5 separate regions of the Mus musculus genome follow, and regions 1, 2, 3 and 4 are each linked to region 5. Evidence: chromatin contacts called from public Hi-C, HiChIP or PLAC-seq and promoter capture Hi-C data. All regions are on one chromosome and are shown on one strand. Each heading gives the region's core, a stretch centred on a gene start, on an enhancer-like site or on the middle of the called end of the contact. The rest is flanking DNA. Distances are from core to core; before and after follow the strand shown.

Region 1 (2,700 bases), core at 95-2,594, 190 kb before region 5:
CCTGTGCCAGAGTCCCTCGGTCTTGCTACTGAGTTCGCTCCCTTAGGCATTCGCCTCCTGGAACTCCAGACGAGTTCTTGGTCATCTTTTGCCATGATTTTACCAATCCTCAGAGCAGCAAAGGTATTTCTTAGAAAGTCCCAGGTAACGGGTGACCTGAACCTGGAGCCAATAACTTGAAGAGGTTCCTAATGTGTCCAGCCCTGTTCCAGGCAACCTGCGTGTATTTCTTCATCTAATTCGTCCAATAGTGCCATGAAGTAGGTCCTTGCTAGTGTTAATTCAGCACTGAAGAAACCAAGCAAGGCTGGGGTGAGGGGTTGGGGTTGGGGTTGGGGGAGCTGGCAGAGTGCTTGCTAAATTTGTGCAAAGTCCACAGCTCAATTCCCTATTCTCCAGAAAGCAGGTATGGTCGCACGTGCCGGTAATCCCAGCACGCAGGAGGATCCGAAGATCCAGGCCATCCTCAGCTATATAGAAAGTCCAAGGCCAGCCTGGGGTACTTGAGACCCTGGCTCAACACAGATGAGTAAGTTAATTAATAATAAAAAAGTTTAAAGAAAATAAAAGAAATCAAAATGCAGAATGTTCAAGTAGCTTGTATGTGCTATCAGACAAGAATTTCAACAAGCTGTCTAAATCGAGGGATCCTTTAAACTAATATTTAAGAATAGCCCATACAGTGTGTTCAGACGCCTCTTATCTGTTTAAAGAGCCGGCTCAAACCAGCCTGGAGACAGAATATTTTCAAACGTGAACCATCTGGTTGTTACAAGTCAAACCACAGGAAGCCTGCATTAGAGTTGGCTCTCCGGTTGACTGTGCCCAGCCTCTCTCTCTCTGGTTTCCGCTTCTCTTTGAGTGTTGACTTCATTCTCTCAAATAATGGCGGTGCTTCAGACTTGTTTTCAGTGTGCTTATTAAAGAGTACCCTCAGGATCAGCTGCAAGACTGGGCAGAAGAGGAAGTCAAGCCACGATGCTCTCAACCAGGGTCAGCTCAGTAAGAGCTTCAGAATTCTGCGCTAACAAAGAGACAGAGTAAATAAAAATGACCCGAAGGCCTTCCCGTGGCCCGGAATCTGACCTCAGCAGTGACAGTATATGACTTTGTTGATTGTGCTGACCTCTATCATTGAAATGTCCCGAGGGACTGAAGAGCACGCATACCAATGAGAGAAAAATGTCACTGCGACGAGGGCCGGAATCTTGCGACTCCATCAGGGAGAATTCTCCCTTTCATGGTGGCTCCCAGATCTCGTTTAGCCTGTAAGCTAACAAGAAGAAGAGGCGGTCAACGCACACGTGGTGGCCATCACGACAAACGGGATGACCTAAGAGACAAACGATTAGACGGCAGCGCCACCGTGTGGTAGTCCACGTCCTCACCGCAAGCTGAGGTCGGAAGAGGGTGTCTCTGTGATCAGGAAACGTGCAGTTTTTGTGACATACAAGCAAAGGGGAAGGGCAGGTCCGCGTCCCCACACTGGATTCATATTTTCTGGATTTGTTGATGCCCTCCCCCAGTTCTGATCTTGCTGGCCTCTGTACTGCCTGCCTTACCTATCTGAACTGACCGTGTACCTGTGAGCATCCAGTGTAATATGTTTATTCCACACAGATTAATTTCAAGTCCTCGGGGCAGTTTTCCGTCTGCTCTGTGCATAGTGCACAAGGCTAATACAGTTACAAGAGCCCAGAATGTGGCGCCGGCCCAGCTCTCTGGTGATGCTGCTGCACGCACACACGCGGCACTATGCTGACACCTTCCTTTTCTAGATCTCTTGAATAATCCACGTTGTTCTGCTCTGCATCGGCCTCCTTTAGATACTCCAGGAACTGCTAAACACTCGCTTCTCTCTGAGGACACGTCTAGTTCTTGAGCTCCTTGCTTCAGTTTAAAATTGAACTACCTGGCTCACCCACTCTGCGTTTTCACAAGATGCCTGGTTACCTACCATTTAGTCCAGGTTCTGCCGTTAGGGGTCCCACGCTCTGTTTAGCCTTTGAGCGGCAGGTCTAACACTGGATCAAATCTCCTTGCTGTGGCTGGCCTTTGGCCATCTGTCCCAGAAGGGCAAGCCTTGTTCTCCCAAACTCCCTCTGTCCTCTCTGGATTCTTCCGTATCGCCAGCATCTCAAGTAGAAGAACCCAAACTCTTGCTGAAGCAAACCTCCACCCATTCCAGAACAAAGCCAGGGCGGTCCTCAAGCCAGCCAGGTTTCCCCGGCTATGGGCATCTGTTTTCCATGGCATGGTGGCTGCACCAAGAATGAGGTCCTCTCTCCGTTAAAGGGCACACCCTTCAGAGAGGACCTGGAGCACAGGACTCTCCTGTGTCAACAGCAAGTGTCTGGGATGTGATGCACTCAGTCAGCACTTTGGTCCATTGTTGAGTAGACAGAGCACTTCCGGGGAACATCGTGGAGGGATAGGGGACAATTACACTGAGAGCATTAATGCATTCAAGTTTTACAGTAGGGTTGTTACTTCTATCCACAGGTTTCTAAGCATATCTCTCTGTGTGTGTGTGTGTGTGTGTGTGTGTGTGTGTGTGTGTGTGTGTGTGTGTGTGTGTAAATGTATGCATTCCACGGCAATTGTCTATTGAGTTTGCTCCTGGATTACCTGACTCCTCTCATCACCTCCAGGTCTAATTCTTAGCAACACGAGGACGATATTGCGCCACCTACTGTCCAA
Region 2 (2,700 bases), core at 192-2,691, 130 kb before region 5:
AATGAGATCTGATACCCTCTTCTGGTGTGTCTGAAGACAGCACCAATGTACTCACACATATAAAATAAATAAATCTTAAAGAAGAAAAGAAAAGAAGCAAGTGGGCTGAGCATCGGCATTCAAGTGTCTGTCCCTCCTGACTGCATGCATCCCACCAATAGATATGTGTTAAGTACCGACTACACAAGTGTGTGTTGACTAATGAAGATGAATATTTTCTCCATTGGAGAGAAACTGTGGGGTCTGATCATTTGAAGGAGGGGGTAGTAGGAGGCGAAAGACAAGCATAGTCAACCTATTACAATATGATAACACAAACCTGTTGAGAATCTTGTGTTTCTACAAAAGTGACATTTAAACAAAGACCTAAAGGTTGGCTGAGCCAATAAGTGATGGATAGAGTCTTATCACCAGTGACTGAAGGCCTCTAGTTTCTGATCCAGCAATGTGATGCTAACTCTGAACTTTTCTGGATGAGAGAAGGCAAGGGTTATACTAGACACAGGCTGCTACCCAGTCATGTCTTTTCCAGAAAGAAAGGGTAATATTAAAACAAACAAACAAACAACCAAGTTTGAAAATTACTTAGAAAAATATTTCAAAAGTTAAGAAATGTCAAAGCTTGATTGACACTTTGTAATGTCCTAAGCAGCATATTTGGATGTATCTTTGGGACAATCTCACTGAGGACCCTAAACTAAGAAGCTGTCTGGCCTCTGGCTCCATTCTGTTTAGGGGAACTAACACACACATTTGGCATCAGGAAAAAGACTTCAGCCTGTAGCTAATACCTTCCTTATATACAGAGTAACTTTTTCAACAGACCCATGTTCACATACCTCAGCACTAATTCCCTTTGATACTTGAAAGACACAAGGCTAAGTAGGTTAAGGATTAAAGGGAGTACCTGAGAAAGGATTTTTTTTTCTTGTTTCGCTTTACTCATTTAAAGAAGATAATGCCTCTCAGAAGATGGGATGGAATTTCCTAGCAGAAACCACAGGATCCGGTTGCAGGGCCGAGTGCGCGTGGGGAGGGGGGGGGGAGGGGGCAGGGGGGAGGGGCGGGGGGGATGGAGAGGGTGAGTTTAATAAGTGGTACTTTCAGCCTTTAAAAGCCTGCCTCTCATAACTAAAACTTTCCAAGGCTTCCTCAAGCATCCTTGAGGCAACACCCACTCACCAAGGTCTCCCCCACCTTCCTTTAACATCAGGCAGGAAAGAATCTTTTCAACGGAAAGAGGTGTATACGTGCAGGAATTAAAAACCAAGCGAGGGAATCAAATACGATACATGTGAGAAAGCTGGGCCACGCTGCCGCTTGTGGTCTGCGCTTTCATCCAGATTTTTCTTTCTGTTGGAGCACAGCATAAGCTTTTCAAAGCTGCCTCTTCCTCCTCTTCTCGGGCTGGAATCTCAGATCGATTTCACCGCTGGCCTTTTTACACTTTGTAACATTGGGGAAGGCGGTCCGGTCACGTGGTATAGTGATAACGTTGCGTACACAGACCCGTGAGATCTTCCAAACAAAGGTCTGGGTTACAGCCAGACCACCAGACTGTGAAACTCGTTGAATAGTACAAGAGACACGTTTCTTAAGATTTAGAGCTGTGACCCCCATTTGTTTGCTTTCACTCTCTCAACTGGGCTGGGCTCATGGAGGACCTGGTTCATTCCTTTATCTCTACAAGGTGACAAACTCTCAACCAAGGCACGGTTTCTCTTTAGTCAATAGTTGCAGAGGGCTCCTCTCTCATAGGAAACAAAAATATAGCAGCCCAGGGTTTGGAGAACATCAACTCGCGCTGCAAGACCGTTTTATGGCTGTTCTTTTTCTGAGGACACTCTATGCTTTCCAAAGCCAAGAAAAAAAGGAGGAAAAAGAAAGTTAAAGAAGATAAAGACTGCAGCAAAGGCACACAGTGGGCGTCCTGGTCCACCTTCTATTACTGTGACAAACACCGCGGTCAAATACAGTGTCTCTAGTCACCTGCCTATGACGAAAGGATCTCTTTGGTTTATATGTTTTAATCAAAGTCCGTCACTGCTGGACCCTGGAGGCAGGAGCTGATGCAGAGGCCATGGAGGGATGCTGCTAGCTGGCTTGTTTCCCATGACTTGCTCAGCTTTCTTTCTTTTCTTTTTTTTTTTTTTAAAGATTTATTTATTTATTATATGTAAGTACACTGTAGCTGTCTTCAGACACTCCAGAAGAGGGCGTCAGATCTTGTTACAGATGGTTGTGAGCCACCATGTGGTTGCTGGGATTTGAACTTCAGACCTTCGGAAGAGCAGTCGGGTGCTCTTACCCACTGAGCCATCTCACCAGCCTCAGCTTGCTTTCTTATAGAACCCAGGTTTGCCTGCCTAGGGTTGGCACTGCCTCCTGCGGGCTGGGCCCTCTCCTATCAAACTGATCAAGAAAATGCCCTAAAGACTGGCTCATAGGAGATTCGATGGAGGCATTCTTTTTTTTTTTTTTTTTTTCTCCATTGAGGTTCCTCTTCCCAGATAACTTTTCTGTGTTAAGTTGACAAACAACGAACCACAATAGGGAAAAGAAAAATGTAACTGAGACCCTATGGTTTCTTTCTCTTTTTTTCCTTTTCCTTTTCCTTTTCCCTTTCCCTTTTCCTTTTCCTTTTCCTTTTCCTTTCCTTCTTCTTCTTCTTCTTCTTCTTCTTCTTCTTCTTCTTCTTCT
Region 3 (2,700 bases), core at 146-2,645, 150 kb before region 5:
AAATCAGAACAACCCTGAGATTCCACCTCACACCAGTCAGAATGGCTAAGATCAAAAATTCAGGTGACAGCAGATGCTGGCGTGGATGTGGAGAAAGAGGAACACTCCTCCATTGTTGGTGGGATTGCAGGCTTGTACAACCACTCTGGAAATCAGTCTGGCGGTTCCTCAGAAAATTGGACATAGTACTACCGGAGGATCCAGCAATACCTCTCCTGAGCATATATCCAGAAGATGTCCCAACTGGTAAGAAATTATTAATTTTTTAAAAAGGTTTATTTATTTATTGTATATATGTGAGTATGCTGTCACTGTCTTCAGACACACCAGAAGAGGGCGTCAGATCCCATTACAGATGGCTATGAGTCACCATGTGGTTGCTGGGAATTGAACTCACGACCTCTGGAAGAGCAGTTAGTACTCTTAACCACTAAGCTATCTCTCCAGATCCATCTCAAAATTCTTAGTAGCTGCTCAATAAGAGTCCCTTTCAGTTTTCATTGCGCTCAGCAAATTACATAACTTGTCCAGATCTCCAATGTAGTTGCTTTCATTGACCGGTCTCTTGTTCCAAGTTATTTTATTTTTTATTTTTTTTTTTTAAGACAGGGTTTCTCTGTGTAGCCCTTTTGGAACTTGCACTGTAGACCAAGCTAGCCTTGAACTCACTAAAATCCATCTGCCTCTGCCTCCCCAGTGTGTGTGCTACTAAAGCTGTGTGCTACCACAACCAGTGTCCTGGTTACTTCTTTAATGGTCCACACCTGACCTTTATCCTTGTGACTGTATCCATTTTCCAGACTTTCTTACTTTTCCTCTTCCACCCCAAGGCCTGGAGCAGCAGTGCTCAAACTGTGGGCTGTGACTCCTTAGTGGGAGTCGAGCGACCCTTCCACAGGGGTCACATATCAGTTAGCCTACACACCAGATACTTACATTACAATTTAGAACAGTAGTAACAATACGATTATGAAGTGACCACAACAATAATCTTACAGTTGGAGGCCATCACAACATGAAGAACTGTATTAAGGGCCACAGCACTAGGGAAGACTGAGAAACCGCTGGCCTAGGGAATGGCTGACATGTTGTAAATGCTCAGACAATGTCTGCAGACGCCCCGAATGGCCCGAAGAGAAACCAACAATATTCCCATGGCAAAGGTAAGAAGCTGATTATTGGGATTAAGTCACATTTGGGATCAGGTTCCTTCTGAAAGAGGTCATTAACTCCGGATACTCCGTCTCTGCCTCCTCCTCAGCTCCTTTTCTGTTTGAGCTGTAAGCTGCTTTCACGCATGACTGTTCACGCTGCGTCCCTGTTCACCCTAGCCCTGATTCTGCAAGGCGAGCCGGGAACGCTGTACTGATTCAGACAGCCGTGGTCAAAGAGACAGGCCGGCCAATGCGCAGTTCAGACTTCAGGATTCAGGCTTCCAGGAGTTTTTGTGTGACCTTGGAGCATAAACGGCGGCGGCGCTGTTTCCACACAGAGGGATGAAGGGACTCCATCCTGCTCTCTCCTGGTAACGCACCCAGCAGACGTGGAGTATCAGAGCAACACCAGAGAAGCCGGGCTCAGTGATGGAGCATGTACAAGGAGAACCTATCCATAATATACAGCCCTCCCTCCCACCCACCCGCCCCAGCTCCACGCATGCTCACAACAGCAGCACGCCTACATTTGTACTGCTGGTTGTGGTGGAAGTGTTGCTCTTGGCTTTTTGTTTGTTTTGTTGGCAGTAATTGGGGTGAAATATAGGAGGCCTTTATACAAGATAGGCAAGCTTTCTCATCGCAGAGTTAAATCTCCATTCCACTTTGGGTTTTACGTTTTACTTTGAGACAGGGTGTCATTAAGTTGCTTAGGTTGGCCCTGAACTCACTCTGTAGTTCTGGACTCAAACCGGTGACCCTCCAGCGTGAGCTTGGGTTTCCTTGGCTATGAAAAGACTTGATGAAACATGAAAAGCTGGGAATGGCGGGGCACCCCCTTAATCCCAGCACGGGGACACACAGTTGAATGAGTTATTTTGGCATTTTTATTATTGCATTTGTTGTTATTAAGCAGTTGTGGGTGGGGGCAGTTCATACCGGGATTAGATGGTTACTTTCATGTCTCTTATCAGTATCTCTTGACTAGTCAGCTTGGAACATTGGCTACTGACTTCCTGCTACCACAGACAAGGGTTCCACCTCTGTCTCCTGCCCCTACACCTTTGCCCTCCCTCCTTCTGACACAGAGCACCACACTCTGTTCTTCATTTTCTTTCATATCTTGGGCAAAAAAGGGAAGAAAACTGCTTGTTCTCAGCCCAGTGCCACGAACTCAGATACAATCTTAGTGTAAACCGCTCTATCAGATCTTCCCCAGAGGAGAACTCAGATAGGGCTTTTAAATGTAGAAAACAGAGACTACTCTCTAAGGACAATGAGATCTCAGGAATTCTCTTTGGGTTTCTGGACCATTTGACTCCTGACCCCTCTATCTCTCTCTTCCTTCCCTCCTTCCTCCTTTCCCTCCTTCCTCCCTTCCCTCCCTCCTTCCTCCCTTCTCTCCTTCCTTCCTCCCTTCCCTCCTTCCTTCCTCCCTTCCCTCCTTTCTCCCTTCCCTCCTTCCTCCCTCCCTTCCTTCCTTCCTTCCTTCCTTCCTTCCTTCCTTCCTTCTTCCTCCCTCCCTCCCTTCCTTCCTTTCTTTTAA
Region 4 (2,700 bases), core at 153-2,652, 230 kb before region 5:
AATTAGTCTGTGTGACATTCCAGGTGGGATAACAGAAATGTACTCCACTACCAGAGCAGACTTCGTTGTCGTTGCAGCAATTACACCGTGGGATTTGAGGACTGTAACAAATCAGAGGCTGCTCTGCACTTCGTAGTCTTCTTCTAAACAGTAAGCAGTACTAGCTGCAGCAGCAGCAGCAGCAGCAGCAGCAGCAGCAGCAGCAGCAGCAGCAGCAGCAGCAGCAGCAGCAGAAGCTAAGCTCTATGGTGTCGCACTTCCCACACAACTTGCGCTGGGAAATCTGACTGGGTGTGGGGGGGGGGGCGGGGGGGGGGATAAAGAAAGAAAAGACACCCAGACACATGCGGGACCACGTGGGTGTGCACACTCTGATGGAGTGACACCCTACTACGCAACAACCTGGAACCTCGATGCTTTTATGGTGGCCAGCACAGACCGGAAAAGTTAGCTTGCTTCTGCATGGGAACAAGTCTCAGGCTGAAAACCGCTGAAAGAAGGAAGCTAGTTTTTTCAAACACATGATCCATGGTTTGTTAACAATTGTTGGATACATTGTTACCATTTGAACTTGGACCAAAGGAAGGGTTTGACATCCCTCTCAACCTTACCCTGGGTGTGAGGGCAGGGCTTTGCCATGCCTGTGGGTCTGGTGGGCCTGAGTAGTTGGTTCTAGACATGGCTGTGACGTTGGTTCAGGACTTCACCACTATTATTAGTATTATTATTATTACTATTATTATTAATTTATTTAATATATGTGTGTACACTGTAGCTGTCTTCGGACACACCAGAAGAGAGCATCAGATCCCATTACAGATGGTTGTAAGCCACCACGTGGTTGCTGGGATTTGAACTCAGGACCTCTGGAAGAGCAGTCAGGGCTCTTAACCGCTGAGCCATCTCTCCAGCCCAGAACTTCACCACTCACGGAAGGCTTCTCTGGCGCCTGCTTCTAGTTCTAGCTACCCAATAGGCTGAGGTGGAAGGACTGAATGGTGGATTGTTTGGGCCCAGAAGTTTGAGATAAGCCTAGGTCACACACTGAAACTTACCTTAAAAAATTTTTTTTTCTTCCTATTTCTCCTTTTTAACTTAGGGAAATTGGCTGGAGGCTGAGGAATCATGTGGACCTTATAAGGAAAACAGACATAATGTGCTTACTTCTCGTGGCTGCGACACAACCCCTAAGAGTAAACCCATGTAAAGGAGAAAGGGCATATTTGGCTCGTGTTTCCAGAACTTTCAGTCCATGGCACGCTGGTTCGGCTGCTTTTTGGCCTGTGAGGAGGCAGAGCTGCACAACCAGGAGCATCGTGGAGCAAAACCATGTAGCTCGTGGTAGCAGGGCAGCAGAGAAGGAAGGGCGGGTTGATGCGGAAACAGGAAACCATAGTATTCTCTAAGTGGGCCTCGCCTCCTACACTTCCTGCCTCTCCTCCCCCATGAGATCGGGCTTCGCTAATCCATGAACCCATCATTGGACCAATCATTGATGATGTTTCAGTCCTTAGGGTGTGCTCCCTGCCCACAGGTCCCACTGAACACTGCCGCTCAGGGGACAAAAGGCTCCGTGAACGTATAGGGTATATTTAAGATGCTGTCTTAGTGTCGCTACTGCTGTGATAAAACACCATGGCCAAAGAAGCATGGGGAATAAAGGACTTACTTGGTTTAAGTTTCTATGTCTCTCTGTACATCACCGAAGGAAAACAGGGCAGGAAACTGGAGGCAGGAGCTGATGCAGAGGCCACGGAGGGGTGCTGCTTTCTGCCTCACACCCTGTGGCTTGCTCAGCCTGTTCTCTTAGAGAATCAAGGACCACCAGCCCAGGGATAGAAACACCCACAATGGGGTGAGTCTTCCCCAGGAATCACTAATTAAGAAAATGCCTCATGCCTATAGCCTGATCTTGCAAAGACACTTTCTCAGTCGAGGCTCCCTCCTCTCTAGCTTGTGTCAAGTGACACATAACTGGGTGGGAAGACGGAAACCTGCAGATATTGTGGCATATGCCTCCAATCCCAGCTCTAGGGACACTGCCACAGCAGCATGGTGAATTAAAGGCCTACCTGGGCATAAAGTGAGCATAAAGCTAGCAGAGGCAGTATAAGACCCTGTTTTAACAACCAAAAGCTATGGTCTGGATTCAGAAACTGGATGAGATTTGATTATTGTTGCCCACAAAAAGGAAAAAGATATGGGAAGAAATGGATATTCGGGCGAAGAGAATCACAAACTGAGCCAGGAACTGTCAGTTAGCACTCACTGTCCCTTTCTTCAAAAAAGCAGGTACTGTGGTTTATGCCTGCAGTTACACTTGGACTCCTCGCTGAGGTCAGAGGATCACTTGAGCCCTGTAAGTCTGAACCAGCCTGGGCAGCATAGTGATACTCCAGGTTGGCATTTTGTCTAGGCTCTGCCCCATAGTTACCTGGCAACACCCAGGTGTATTGGGATCACTATAAAAGGGGCTGCTTACCCCCTCCCCCCTCTCTCTTCTCTTGCCTTTTTACCCTCTTCCCTTTCTGTCCCTTCTCTCCCCATTCCCCTCCCTCCTCTCTCCAATGTGCTCATGACCGGCCTCTAAGCCTCTCCTCCTCCTCCTCCTCCTCCTCCTCCTCCCCCTCCTCCTTCTCCTCCTCCTTCTTCCTTCCTCCTCCTTCTCCTTCCCCTTCCCTCCTTCTCCTCCTCCTCCTC
Region 5 (2,700 bases), core at 10-2,509:
CCTATTTTGTGCTGACCCCCCGCCTAACCATAAAACCATTTCGTTGTGACTTCATTGTAATTTTGTTACTCTTATGAAACGCAAAGTAAATATCTGTTATTCAGGAAATCCCTGTGAAAGTCCCTATGTCCTCAGGGGGTCTCCACCCACAGGCTGAGAACCTCTGCTTTAAAACATTAATTCTTTTATTAGTCGTATGTAAGGGGCGGGCGGGGGGGGGGGCGCGGTGCAGCAAGGATCACGTTGTGCCTGTTGCCGTCAGAGAACAACTCAGTGGAGTCGGTCTCTCCTTCTACCTTTAGATGGCTTCTGAGACTGCAATTCCGGGAGCCAGATTCGCAGCCCAAGAATCTTAATCCTCTCAGTGATCTCTCCTACCCTCAAGGACCCTTTTAAGAAAAACCCTCTCCTTCTGTACACTGGGAAGAAAATTCCATCCCCTCAATTTGGGATGGTCCCTGCCGTCACTATTTAAAAAGAATCTGTTCAAGATGTGTTATAACAAATCGGTAGTTTTCCGAGTTTGTTTGCCCCAGACCCTTGCAGGAGCCGGTGTTTCTTTAACAGTGTATGTAAATCCATGGGACAGAGAGACTGTGCGTGTGGTGCCCTTTAGAACATGATGGCCCCTTGTCACGAACCCACTTCTCACCAGTCACGATCTGTGTTCTCTTTAATGCAAACACAGGTCACCCCCTCCACCCAGAAAGCAGAATTTTAGGCAGAAGCACCGGAACTGGCCTGAGGACCACGGAGCAGCGACGACAGCAGCTCTGCTTTTGTCCTGCGAGTTGGTCACAAACTCAACTCTGATTCAGTCAAATGCTATCTACTAGACACTTTTGTTGGACATGGTCCTGTACCGCACACTCGGCACACGTAAGGCTCACACACATGTTCTCTCTTGAAAGCTCCCTGGCTTTCTCAGTTGCAGCACAGGGCTGAAAGCCTGGCCCAGCTTGGACTCCAGGTGGCCCGCCCACCGCCCACCGTGGGCACCATCTGCGCAGCGTTCCCGGGACCGCGGTGGCGGAGGGCAGGCCCCACGTCCAACACGGGCTCCGACAGGTCATGCCCCACCGCCCACCAGGCTCGCTCGCTGTCCTCAATACCCTGCAGGGCACGTTGTCCTGGGAGCTAGGGCGGAGATCCCGCCCCACGGGGCGGGAGCGGCGCGGAGCGGGCGTGTTGGTGGGCGTGTCGCCCGGGGCCCGCCCCTCTGTCCGGACTATAACTCCCCCGAGCGCCCAGCGCTCGCCGGCGGGCGGAGACGCGCGCCTGGTACTGGTGAGGTTTGCGGAAGGGTGCTGCTGCGGGGACTCGGGCGGGCTGCGGGGCTCCGGTGGGAACACCTTCACCTGGCTCCTCGGAGGAGGGAGCGTAGAGCTCAGGTGCCCCCGAGGGCGGAGAGGACTCGGGGCTGGCGATGCCCGCGCTTCTCCGTGGCGGACCCAGCTGCTCACTTCTCCTCCATCTCTAGGACATGGACCGCGCGCGCCTGTGGCTGGGGCTTCTGCTGCCCGTGGTGGCCGCCCTGGATTTCCGATATCACCACCAGGAAGGGATGGAGGCGTTCCTAAAGAGCGTGGCTCAGAACTACAGTTCGATCACGCACTTGCACAGCATCGGGAAATCTGTGAGAGGTAGGTGGCTTCCTGCGCACATCCCTAACCCTCAACCCGCGTTCAAAAGTAAGTTGAACGACAGCGTCTGGTCCCCTGTTGGTGAGGCTCTCCAAACGCGCTCCACGCAGGTAAAGCACACCTTGCCCAGTCAGGGGTTTCCTGCTTTTGTTTGTTGTTGTTTGTTGGTTGATTTTTTGTTTTTATTTTTGTTTTGTTTTTTCAATTTTGTTACATCAGGAGAGCGGTAAGAGGAACTGTATATATATATTGTCGTTTCTCTACAGAGAGTCATTGTCGCTTAGTCCTCTGTTTTATTGCCGTTGGGGATCGGGAAGTAATTATCTGAGAGGTGTATCTTCGTTCCTTTTCAGGGTAAACATCTTCCTCAGTTTCCCTTTTTGTTGGCTTCCTTGCATACTGATTGTGACTGTTAACTACGGATTCCTCAGGTCATTTTAAAACTAGACAGTGCCATACTTTTGTCGAGTTCTACACATATGTGATTAACCCGATAGCTTAAAGTTATGAGAAAATGTAGGTCTATGTCTAAAGGCTGTTTTTGAAGGATACACCTGCTTGGTAGTAAGTCACAACGAATGATCTCCTTAGCATTTGCAAATGTATCACTTAGTCTGCTTTACTTTTGAAACTATATATTCTTAGTGGAGAGAGTAGATGGGGATCCAAGAAGTTAAGAATTTTGGTCGAGTTACCTAGATGGCGATTCTATCCATCCATCCATCTAGCTAGCTAGCTCCTGGAGATAAAACTCAAGACCTCATTTGTGTTCCGCATTGTATCGTTAACCTAACCTGCTAGCCATAGAGGGTGAAGTTTTAGCCAGGACCTGCACCTGATCATTTTGGGTGGGGCAAATAAATTTAGCAGCTAGCATCATCTCCTAATCTTTTGTTACTACGCTGATTCTCACAAAAGTGGTTACCAGAAAACTTAATGCCTGGAATGAAAGAGCCCTGAAGTTCATGCAGTTTGGCTCAGCTGTGGAAGTTGTGTTCAAAAGTTCTGACCTGCAGTTTAGCACTGATCTCTTGACTCGACTGGAAGTCTCATAACC

What was found. Promoter capture Hi-C pulls out the DNA fragments that hold promoters and counts their contacts. HiChIP or PLAC-seq counts read pairs in DNA pulled down with a chosen protein or histone mark. Hi-C and Micro-C count contacts between places; a contact is called where the count stands out from the background.
Region 1: a contact with region 5 is called in a CTCF HiChIP or PLAC-seq map of CD8 T cells, with 7 read pairs. The contact joins the enhancer-like site here to the promoter of Cpm in region 5. A contact is called at or near these places in 11 of 39 promoter capture datasets (the C10 cell line, cranial neural crest, embryonic stem cells and 5 more), 1 of 15 datasets of contacts at CTCF or cohesin (CD8 T cells), 3 of 484 Hi-C or Micro-C datasets (B cells, CD4 T cells and CD8 T cells), 14 of 115 datasets of contacts at active chromatin or transcription factors (CD8 T cells, T-cell acute lymphoblastic leukemia, bone marrow-derived macrophages and 9 more) and 1 of 9 other capture datasets (liver).
Region 2: a contact with region 5 is called in a promoter capture Hi-C map of liver, with 3 times the contacts expected there. The contact joins the enhancer-like site here to the promoter of Cpm in region 5. A contact is called at or near these places in 9 of 39 promoter capture datasets (the C10 cell line, cranial neural crest, embryonic stem cells and 4 more), 1 of 15 datasets of contacts at CTCF or cohesin (large pre-B cells), 13 of 115 datasets of contacts at active chromatin or transcription factors (the 230-238 cell line, CD8 T cells, Th17 cells and 8 more) and 4 of 9 other capture datasets (adipose tissue, embryonic stem cells, liver and 1 more).
Region 3: an H3K4me3 HiChIP or PLAC-seq map of forebrain shows a contact between it and region 5, with 4 times the contacts expected there. The contact joins the enhancer-like site here to the promoter of Cpm in region 5. A contact is called at or near these places in 12 of 39 promoter capture datasets (the C10 cell line, the HPC-7 cell line, HPC-7-derived erythroid cells and 6 more), 1 of 15 datasets of contacts at CTCF or cohesin (large pre-B cells), 3 of 484 Hi-C or Micro-C datasets (bone marrow-derived macrophages, centroblasts and nephron progenitors), 12 of 115 datasets of contacts at active chromatin or transcription factors (craniofacial prominence, embryonic basal ganglia, embryonic limb bud and 7 more) and 3 of 9 other capture datasets (embryonic stem cells, liver and pancreatic islet).
Region 4: a contact with region 5 is called in a Hi-C map of CD8 T cells, with 2.8 times the contacts expected there. The contact joins the enhancer-like site here to the promoter of Cpm in region 5. A contact is called at or near these places in 1 of 39 promoter capture datasets (pre-B cells), 2 of 484 Hi-C or Micro-C datasets (B cells and CD8 T cells), 1 of 115 datasets of contacts at active chromatin or transcription factors (stem cell-derived neural progenitor cells) and 2 of 9 other capture datasets (adipose tissue and liver).

The regions. Positions count from the first base shown.
Region 1 is chr10:117,434,222-117,436,921 of GRCm38.p6, forward strand. No RefSeq gene overlaps it. Among named protein-coding and RNA genes, the nearest start is that of Gm32141, 12 kb to the right of the region's middle. Within about 2 kb of position 1,345, at least 152 of the 459 cell types and tissues checked have an H3K27ac peak or open chromatin away from gene starts, as enhancers often do. A contact at or near this core is called in B cells, CD8 T cells, T-cell acute lymphoblastic leukemia and 6 more, where this site is marked.
Region 2 is chr10:117,493,065-117,495,764 of GRCm38.p6, forward strand. No RefSeq gene overlaps it. Among named protein-coding and RNA genes, the nearest start is that of Gm51783, 38 kb to the left of the region's middle. Within about 2 kb of position 1,442, at least 49 of the 459 cell types and tissues checked have an H3K27ac peak or open chromatin away from gene starts, as enhancers often do. A contact at or near this core is called in Th17 cells and liver, where this site is marked.
Region 3 is chr10:117,476,951-117,479,650 of GRCm38.p6, forward strand. No RefSeq gene overlaps it. Among named protein-coding and RNA genes, the nearest start is that of Gm51783, 22 kb to the left of the region's middle. Within about 2 kb of position 1,396, at least 35 of the 459 cell types and tissues checked have an H3K27ac peak or open chromatin away from gene starts, as enhancers often do. A contact at or near this core is called in forebrain, where this site is marked.
Region 4 is chr10:117,396,914-117,399,613 of GRCm38.p6, forward strand. No RefSeq gene overlaps it. Among named protein-coding and RNA genes, the nearest start is that of Gm40770, 16 kb to the right of the region's middle. Within about 2 kb of position 1,403, at least 33 of the 459 cell types and tissues checked have an H3K27ac peak or open chromatin away from gene starts, as enhancers often do. A contact at or near this core is called in B cells and CD8 T cells, where this site is marked.
Region 5 is chr10:117,628,241-117,630,940 of GRCm38.p6, forward strand. It overlaps Cpm (carboxypeptidase M), which reads left to right and starts at 1,260. Exons shown (of 9, transcript NM_027468.1): 1 at 1,260-1,287; 2 at 1,481-1,643. The coding sequence starts at 1,484.